Linked DNA regions of Sus scrofa: region 1 is linked to region 2. A link is a contact called in public Hi-C data. All regions are on one chromosome and are shown on one strand. The core of a region is the stretch at or near the end of the contact, and the rest is flanking DNA. Distances in the headings are between cores, read along the strand shown.

The links. A called contact is a pair of places that touch in the nucleus more often than the background predicts.
Region 1: a contact with region 2 is called in a Hi-C map of fetal liver, with 1.7 times the contacts expected there. The contact joins two enhancer-like sites. A contact is called at or near these places in 2 of 47 Hi-C or Micro-C datasets (embryonic fibroblasts and fetal liver).

Annotation. Positions count from the first base shown.
Region 1 is chr2:98,321,932-98,326,551 of Sscrofa11.1, forward strand. No RefSeq gene overlaps it. Among named protein-coding and RNA genes, the nearest start is that of ARRDC3, 120 kb to the right of the region's middle. Within about 2 kb of position 2,835, at least 20 of the 83 cell types and tissues checked have an H3K27ac peak or open chromatin away from gene starts, as enhancers often do. A contact at or near this core is called in fetal liver, where this site is marked.
Region 2 is chr2:97,998,958-98,003,574 of Sscrofa11.1, forward strand. The region is part of intron 84 of ADGRV1 (G-protein coupled receptor 98); the gene reads left to right. Among named protein-coding and RNA genes, the nearest start is that of LYSMD3, 300 kb to the left of the region's middle. Within about 2 kb of position 1,479, at least 11 of the 83 cell types and tissues checked have an H3K27ac peak or open chromatin away from gene starts, as enhancers often do. A contact at or near this core is called in fetal liver, where this site is marked.

The DNA.
Region 1 (4,620 bases), core at 1,585-4,084, 320 kb after region 2:
AGCCAAAACTGGAGCATTTTTAGCTTAGCCCTTGCAGCATAGTGAGGATTTTTATGAGGTAAAGTCATAAATCTTATGTATGACCTATTATATTTCAAGTTAATAACATATCTAGACCTTTATTCCTCATCTGCAATTCTTTTTCTCTCAGTGCAATGAAGACCATCTAATTTTTAAGGCTGGTTAGTGCAACTAAAGCTTATTAAGACTGAGAAGGGTTTCATCAAAGTAAAACCTTACAAAAGGTTAGATTTCAAAGAGAGTAATAGCATTTTTATTTGCTACACAAAAATACTGTCAAGCTAACCTGAAGCTGCTTCTTAAATTCAATGTACTTAACAAATGGGCTATTTTAATAAATATAGTCCAAGTATTATATTTCAGTATAAGTAGTCACTTTCTATTTGTGCCCATATGATCCTAGGAATGTCCTTCTGCCCCCTTCCTCTCTACTCTGGTCATTTATTTCTATTTAGGGCAGAAATGGTCAAGACTTGGAGACGAAGAGAGGAAAAGAGGTCCTATTCTTTGAGAGGGAGAAGCAAAGGATGTTAAAAGCAGAAAAGGAAGAGCATCAAAAAGATCAAGAGTTGGAGAAAAAGGAAATGGAGAAAAGAGGGTAGAGTAAGAAAGATGGGACAGACCAGACGAGGGAGCAGACAGAATAAAATAGGTCTCACTTTGTCCTCTCTTCTCCAAAACTCTTGGTTGTCTTCTCATCAGAAATATATCCAAATTAGCTTAAGTGAAAAAGTAAATTAATAGGAAGGACACAACAGATGGAAAGCATAACCATAGACGGGACCGGCATCTACAACAACAAATTGACAGGCTCCAAGGAAAATTCTCTCCTTTCTTTTTTCTTTTTTTGTTTGCTTTCACTCTTTTTTTCTCCCTCATCTACTTTTTCTGCCTCACCTTCCTCACCCACAAAGCATAGTTCTCATCTCTTCTTCTCTCTGTGCGTGTTTCTCATTCTTTTTCTGTGTATGCTAGCCCGCCGCTTGCCCATTGCTTTGACAGGACTGGCTCCCTGTAGCTCCTGGAAATCTCTTCATTTCCAATAACCCGCAGGGGTTAATTGGTGCTTCTGTCTTCATTTGCAAACTCTTAAGTTAAAATATTTGGTTGACCTAACTTAGGTCAGGCGTCCACTCGTTCCATTAGGCTTCACCTAATTGCCAAAGTAACCACTCTTTTTGGATGTGTGGAGAAGAACCAGGTAGCAAAGAGGGCAGTCAACGTTAGCATATCTCTACACCCCCTGGTAACCCTATCCCAGGCTTTCAGCCAGTGTCCTTGGTCTCTTGCCCTCATCACAAGACTTCGACCTCTTAAAACAGTATTTCTCACAGTATTGTTCAGACCATTTTTCATCAAAGTGTGTTTATAAAAAAAGGAAAATGCAGGTACCCTTCCCTTATGCGTTAAATACACTTTGGGGACTGGCATGAAAAACCCACTGCTAATGACTAATAGAAAGCAGGCTCTGAGTTTCAAATAACCTATAGATGAATTAACTTCTGGAATAAATGTATTCCAGATAATAAATATAAAACACTAGTGATTAAAATATATATAGTTGGAGTTCCCATTGTGGCTCAGTGGGTTAAGAACCCAATATAGTGTCCATGAGGACTGGCCCCACTTGGTGGGTTAAGGATCTGGTGTTGCTGTGAGCTATAGTGTGGGTCGAAGATGTGGCTCAGATCCCATGTTGCTGTGGCTGTGGCGTAGGCTGGTGGCTGCAGCTCTAATCTGACCCCTGGCCCAGGAACTTCCATCTGCCACAAGTACAGCTGTAAAAAGAAAAAAATAATAAATTAAAATATAGGTATAGAATTTATAAGATTAAAATATATATATGCTTTAAACTTTCAGAAAGACAAGAGATGATACTGTAATGTGAAAATTAATATGCAGAATTTTTTTCTTTCTTTATTTGCCTTGCCATTTACTTTGTGCACCCACAACTGCTATAGGTCTATAAGGAACCTGGGAAATGTGCATTGGTTTAATAACATTTCTGCCTCTTCCCCACCCATCTTCATGGCTCTGTATGTTAAGTTTATTGTCTCTTCAACTTCAGTGCTACGTAGATACTCTTAACATCCCTATCTCATTACAACTATGCACTTTGGATCTTATCATCCAAAGCCACTATGCCCCTGTGAATGTCATCCACAGCCAAACTCGGGCTAATCCTCCTTACCAACAGATTTATCATTAACATCCATTCTTCCCCAACTAGATCCTCTCCCTCACTATTCTTAAGAGTTTGTGCTTCTCAACTTTAAATAGATATAACCCTGGGGATACACAATTTTAGATCAGGAGCCACAAGTTAATGGTGGTGTTTCTTACTGGAACATTAACTTAACTGAAGATTTAATAACTTATCTGGAAAGCAACCTACTTGTTATTTTTGACTTAAAACATGGATATGTTAAAGAGAAAGAGAAACAATTTACAGAAAATTTTAAGAAAAAGGTAAGCCTTCAAAAAATGTGTACTGTTTTCCAAGTTCCCAATCTCAGGCACATTATTAACTTGGTAATATGTTATGAGTTTATCTGGTCTTTGTGAAACACATGCTTTCAAGCTGTGAAAATACCAGCTTAAATGATGAGTAAGTATTAAAAGGCAAATCAGGTACAGCTGTCATCTCCCTTCTCTATCTAATTCTGACTGAGCCCCAAGGTTCTCTAGTGCTCAAGGGGCCAGATGGGAGCCAAAAGAAAGCAATTTCATTTTCAAGCAAGTGTATCTTTCAGCAGATCTTCAACAAAGTAAATATCCTCTGGAGCTGGTTTCATAATAAGTTCCTCTTATGAAGACTGGATCTAACCAGTTCATGGGAAATGTGCTTACAGACAGGGATTGCCCAATTGAATTCAGTAGACAAGAAAGTACATAGGGCAACAGAGGTCATGCCAATGAATGTACATCTTATGCACATATTTATGGCCATACTAATCCACCAAACAATGCCACATACTTACCTGGTAGAATTTAGATAATACCCTCTAAAAAAGCTTTAGGCATTCTTCATAAAAAACTTAAAAGTAAACAATGTTGTTTGTTCTTTTCCTGTTAGCAGAGTGAAACTTACTTCTGTGGGGTGGGGTCTGATCATATAGGCAGCTAGAGTTGACGGCTGCCCACACATTTTAATTTGAGGGGAGCCGTAAGGTTTGCCTCTTGGTAAATGTTTTTCCCCTTTGATTTCCCAGAACATGGCCTTCCCCAGATGCCTGGACTCTGTTCCCACCATTAGTCACCAATGAAATAGACTCTAGGTATAAGTGTTATCTCTATAAATTCATTGTGGAAATGTACACTTAATTGATCTGGGAGGGGTGTTGTTTTTTTTTCCCATTTATACAATAAAATACATTACTCATTGACATGGGTTAGTTTACCTTAATTAATTGTCAGCTTGGAAAACAAATACTAGGATTCTTACGACATATGACATAAAATAGTAAGTTCTTAATGAGAGTTGAGGTATGGGTTTCATGGGCTATTGCCCAGAATCAGAACTCCTGGTTGGAGCCCAGCAGAGGGCACCCTCGGAAACCAACACAAGGAGACTAGATGCATAGTAGTGGAGACAGATTTACTAAACCTAGACTTTTTGTCCTTTGCAATTTTTGCTGCGCCAGCCCTGATCACTACAAAGCAAACTGGACAACTTCAAGGTTAAATGGTCTTGAGTAGTATGGCCAGGAGGCAGCCGATTACTTCTGAATTCTGTAAAATGCTAAGATAACAGTCATCATCATCATCACTGCTGTGAGCGTATATAACCATTTCAATTGCCTCTGGTAGAATCAGTCATTTTCATTCCTCTGATAGGTGATATAAAGTTGCTGCCAGCCACAGAAAACACAAAGAAAGATAATTAGGAAGGCACAGAGGGAAGTCAGGACTGAAAGGCACAGTCGAGGGAAAATGTAAAAGGGTAGCTTAGATTACATCCTTGCTGATTGCTCCATCACGTAGATTGTTGGAAAGGCCATCAAATTCCTTTTCTCTCTGAGACTTGTTTGCACACATACCTGTGAGGTGTTTATAGAAATTGACAGATGAAGCCAGATTGGTTTTTCAAGAGCCAAAGGATACCTCATTCACACAGCATACTAAATTGTTTCTAGGGAAAAGTATGGAGCTCTTTACATTCGCAAAGATATTCCCCAAGTAGAATTGAGAGTGTGCTTTTGCACAATGCCAAGGAGTAGGAAACGAACTTGGAAAAATCATCAAAACAAAATTAATCCAAATCATTCCAATTGTGTGGAGCAAAACACGAGTATCCAGCATAACTTAATAGAGGCAATAACCACTTTCCTTGCTATGATCGTTTAAACAGTGATCCTATTTTGTGATATAAACAAATGTAAAAGCATTAAGCTTTGTGGAAAAAAGAGAATATAGGGATAATCAAGGTCTGGAACTGTCCCCATGAACGAACTTGTTACATCTTTTTTATCTATCTTATAAATTGCGAGTGCAGAGCCAAAGTGATTTGATTTGGCAAATGCTCCACCAATATTGATTTAATGAATAAACCCAATACATTCCCTAGAGTTGAGGCAGAACTTGGGATGATAGCCCAGT
Region 2 (4,617 bases), core at 229-2,728:
TAATTTTGGAGAAGATGGTTAGTCAAATCCATGTTTTTCAGTATATTTTTAGAATAAATGAAGCAGTGTGGCATGAAAAATCCTATAAGGTATGACTTGGGACATGAAATAACTAAACAATAACTTCCATAGATTATTTTTGGCAGGAAGAATTGTTGATAGGTTGTTGACAAAAAGTACTGTTTCCTCAATATTTTACCTATCTGCTTGGATTTTTAAATATTTTCTAAATTAAAGAGAATATTTTTTTCCCTTAAAATTGTTTGGCAAAGTGTTTTTAAAATTCTTAGACTCTCCAAAAAAAGAAATGAAGCTGCCCATGGGAACCTGGGCCCACCCTTTCATTTCTGAATTTAAAAATCATGTTTATATCTCCAGTTACAAAATCTTGCCAGTTCATCTCGGATCTCTCATCTGGGATCCTTTCATCAACACTGAGTTTGTTTCCTCTCGAGAAGCCTTAAAAAATAGTTTGGGCTGTAGTTTTTTGGCTAGGAGCATGACATTTCTCTAGCTGACCTCAAGCGTTTGAGTTGTGAATACTCTGTGGACAGGTCTGCCAAGACCATTTGGTTTCAAATCTTTATTACTGACCTAGAACTAAGCTGAGTGACTTTCGTGGGAAAGGGAAGAATGGAAATGTGATGGTCTCTGACTTCCTTTCCAGGCCATGTGTCAGTGAGGGAGGCCATGATCATCAGGAAAGTGTGGTAGGCTTTGTCTACAGCTAGAAATATGTATTGTATCTAATATTCTTGCTTTAAAAGGCAAAAGATCCTGCTTTAATCTGGAATTTATGTCATTCAAGCATCTTTGAGAACCATTGACCATAAACTACCAGCAGGTGGCAGTAAAGATTTTTGGGGTTTTTTGTTTTTTTCAAAACCAGTTTTTTAGTCTCTAGCAAAGATGGAGTTCAGTAGAAAACTTGAGATGTTTCCACAGTGCTCATGTCACTGGGCTAGAAAGTATTCTTCTTCAGCTTAGCAAGTATGCATTTGTGATTTTCTACCTTTCTGTTTTTATCTACTTTCTTCAGAATTGAACTGAGTCTGTCAGGCTCTGAAAGAAAGCTTGTGTATCACTGGTTTGAATAGATCTTTCTATCATTTATCATTTGTAGTTAAATTCAGGGGTATAACATTATTTTCATGATATTTATGTTGTTATAAGCTTTAAAAAGTGTGTTGTTATAGAAAATATGCTTATTGAAATGCCTCAGAGGTTTTGAGATAAGATCTGTATTTTCAGTATTGTTTATATTTTTTAAGTATGTAATTTTCTTCAGTGCCAAGTTAATGTTTCTCACTTATCTAAAAGAAAATGATTAAATGGCAAGAAATTGTGAGCCCATTATCTTCAAGTATGAAGTGAAAAACAGCAAACAAATTTTCATGGCATTGGGTGATATTTCTCAGAAAAACATCTAATTATATCTTTGGAATTTTTATCTTAGAATCACATTACCAACCCATGTGTGCCCTGATAAGGTTGGTAAACAACTAGGACAAAGGACAAGTTTGCAGTTCAGGGTTCTCAGTTCTGGGGTTCTGTCTGAAAAAGCAACTCTCCAAATCTTAAAAAAAAAAAAAAGAACAGAAATTTCTTCATAGAAAATATTATGATAAGACAACTGCATTTACTCTGATTAGTAAACTTAACCTGATGAAAATGTTTGGGGTTTTTTCCTCTTTGTTTGTTTGTTTGCATGGCTTAAACACATTTTCTGAAACTGAAGAGCAAAGTAGTCTAGAAAAAAAATGTATGTAAAAATATTATATGAAATGACACTGAATATCTGAGAATTTGAAATACTTAAATATGAATTTTCGGTGGCTGCTGGATGTGCAGAAGTTTTAGCTTTCATAGGCCTTCTCCTTAAGAAGGGACGAGGAAATTGCCTTAAAATTCAGAGGACTGTTCTCTGGAATTCAGCAAAAGTTGGACAGGCAGTGACTTGTCCAGTTTCCTCATTCTGTAATGTTTTGGGATGTCATTTTGCAATATCCGTTTGTTTCCCAGGTAAGATCCTGCTCAGATACTCCTGCCAATAAATTCTGCTTTAATCTGCAGTTTATATCATTTTAACTCTGAATATCTAGCATCACTGAGACTCAGAATTATTGGCTGCACGTGACTGAAGCCAGAAGCTGTGACCTCTTCAATGCTGATTACTTCTGGCTGCTCCAGGACCTGATTTCTCTCCTGGCAGATGGCACTGTTTTGTTGAGACTGTCAGCTCAAGAAAGTCATTCCGTGTGTAGGGACTAAAAACATATCTAATAGGCAAAGATATGTGGATTGAAGCAAAGTAAGATAGAAATCGTGAAATACTTATTAATCAGAACAGATTTTTCATTAGCTAGAAGTTTTGGTGAATTACTTCTTAAGTAGGGTATCCTTATTTCTGTTTTTGTTATTTAAGGAAAAATGAATTTAGGAAATTACATACAAGGATCAAAATTGGACCTTGCTTTGAAGGTTGGGAACTTGAGATGCACAAAGTGTCATAATTCAGTACATTTATGATTATATTTAGTGCAGATATAAATGGATTGGGAAAGTGTTTCCTAAGGTTGGATATAAGCATCTTGCTAAAATTCATTATGTCTGGTTGGGTTTCTGGGTCCTGCTTGTTGAAAGATTAGGTTAGCTCTATAATGGCCCAAGTAAGTACATTTCTGCTTGTCGTTGCTGCTACTACTGTTACTGTTGTTAATGTTATTACTAAACCCATAGTATTAACCTATTTTCTTTACTATAAAAATTTTGGTTGAAGAAATTTCATTAATTAAATTTTAACTTTCACTTAAAGTGTTGTTGCCTTTAAACCCCTCCTAAATATTTAGTTTTCCTTCCTAAAGGGAAAACTTCTGCTGTTCCTCTCTGGTTTTCTTTTTCCCCCCTGGGTTACAATGAAAAGATTCTCAGACAAGGTATGATTGGGAGGACAGAAGAGGCTTTTGTTTTGGTTTTTCTCATAGCATTTCACACTTGCAAAACTTATTAGTGTTGTATTTGGACATAAACCTTTAGAGAGAAAGTACAGCCAGCTCCCCCCCCAACCCCCACCCAATTCTTTCTTTCCTATGAAGAGCTTGTGAATGTCCCCATTTTAATATCATTGAGTACATAAGGCTTTTATTTTCAGTACAAAACAGTTTTGTGGTATTTAACTGTACCTTTTCTTCATGTAGAGATTGATGACACATGAATAAAGAGCATTCTGAACACAGGTATGAATAGACTTTTGAGTTAAACTTATTAAACTGTTTGACTATAATTTAGGTGTGCTCATTAATATGGCCAAAGTATTATCACATTCATGACTCTGAATGCCCACAGACCATCCACTAGTATAATTAAAATAAAAAAATTGAACAAACCCTACTTAACACCAAACCTGGATCATTATTATCTACAAACTCACCTGCTTACACCTGATCTACCATATGTACAGTGTTTAGCTCATGCAGTGGAAAATACCAGACAAGATATGCACACATGAATCTTGTAAATAATAGTCTGAAAATGAACCTTATGGTCAGAACTAGGTTGTATGCAGAAGGTCTGCTCCTCTCTGGTATACTAGGTCGTTCTGTGTAAGCTGGCAGCTTGAAAAGGCTCTATGGAGTGATTGGAATCTGACTTATTTGTTGAAAGATGGATGTGGCATATTCTAGGCAAGGACAAGAACAAGAATAAAGACCTGGAGGGTATAGAGACCCTGGGAGTTCCTTTGAGGTAGGGTCTGCACTTGAGCATAGAGAACTAGATAAGCTGACAGCAAGTGAGGTAGTTGTATATTGTCTGAGAAATGGTGGGAGTCACCGATGGAGTTAGTCTAGAAGGGCACAGTATGAAAGGATTGTTCCAAAGGGTTAATCTAGCAATTGGGAATCAAATTTAAAAAAATGGATTAAAACAGAAGAAAGGCTGGATTTTGGAAGATGAGAGGCAGGGTAGGCAGCTTTTACTGTCAGCTTGTGATGGGTTGTGATTGTGGACAGTGGTAGTGGCAGTGAGAATTCAAAGGAAGGAATAAAAACTAATAAAAAACACTGTTTTGGGCTATGAAAGTCTCACTATTTCACTTTTCTATTTAAATAAATACAACGGTCTCATTGTACATTTTATTTTACCTAATAGAGGTAATATAATACCTACTAAGCATTATATGAAGTTGGTACTAGTACTCTTCCTATTTTACAGCTGAGAATACTGAGGCATAAAGAATTTTAAGTTACTTGGTCATGTGGTGATATGTGACAGAACTGTTAATTGAATGCAAGCAGCCTTTAACCACCATGTATACTGACTCATAAATCATGAATTAATGAGGTTTACTTTATCACCAAAGAGGTACATAGCCTTTTCTATTAAGTCACTTGACTTGAATAGAGAAGGCCAAAAGTTTTCGTAGATGGAGAGGGATACATGCAGTGTGGGGCATCTGGGGTTTGGAGTTCCTTTATGTCACTGAACGGTACTGTAAGCGACTTACATTCATTGCTTAACTCACTTCTTATAACAACCAGATGAAATGGGTACTTTTATCACCTCTATTTTACAGATTGAAAAAATGGGACCAAGAGAAGTGACAGCTGGAAGGTCTCG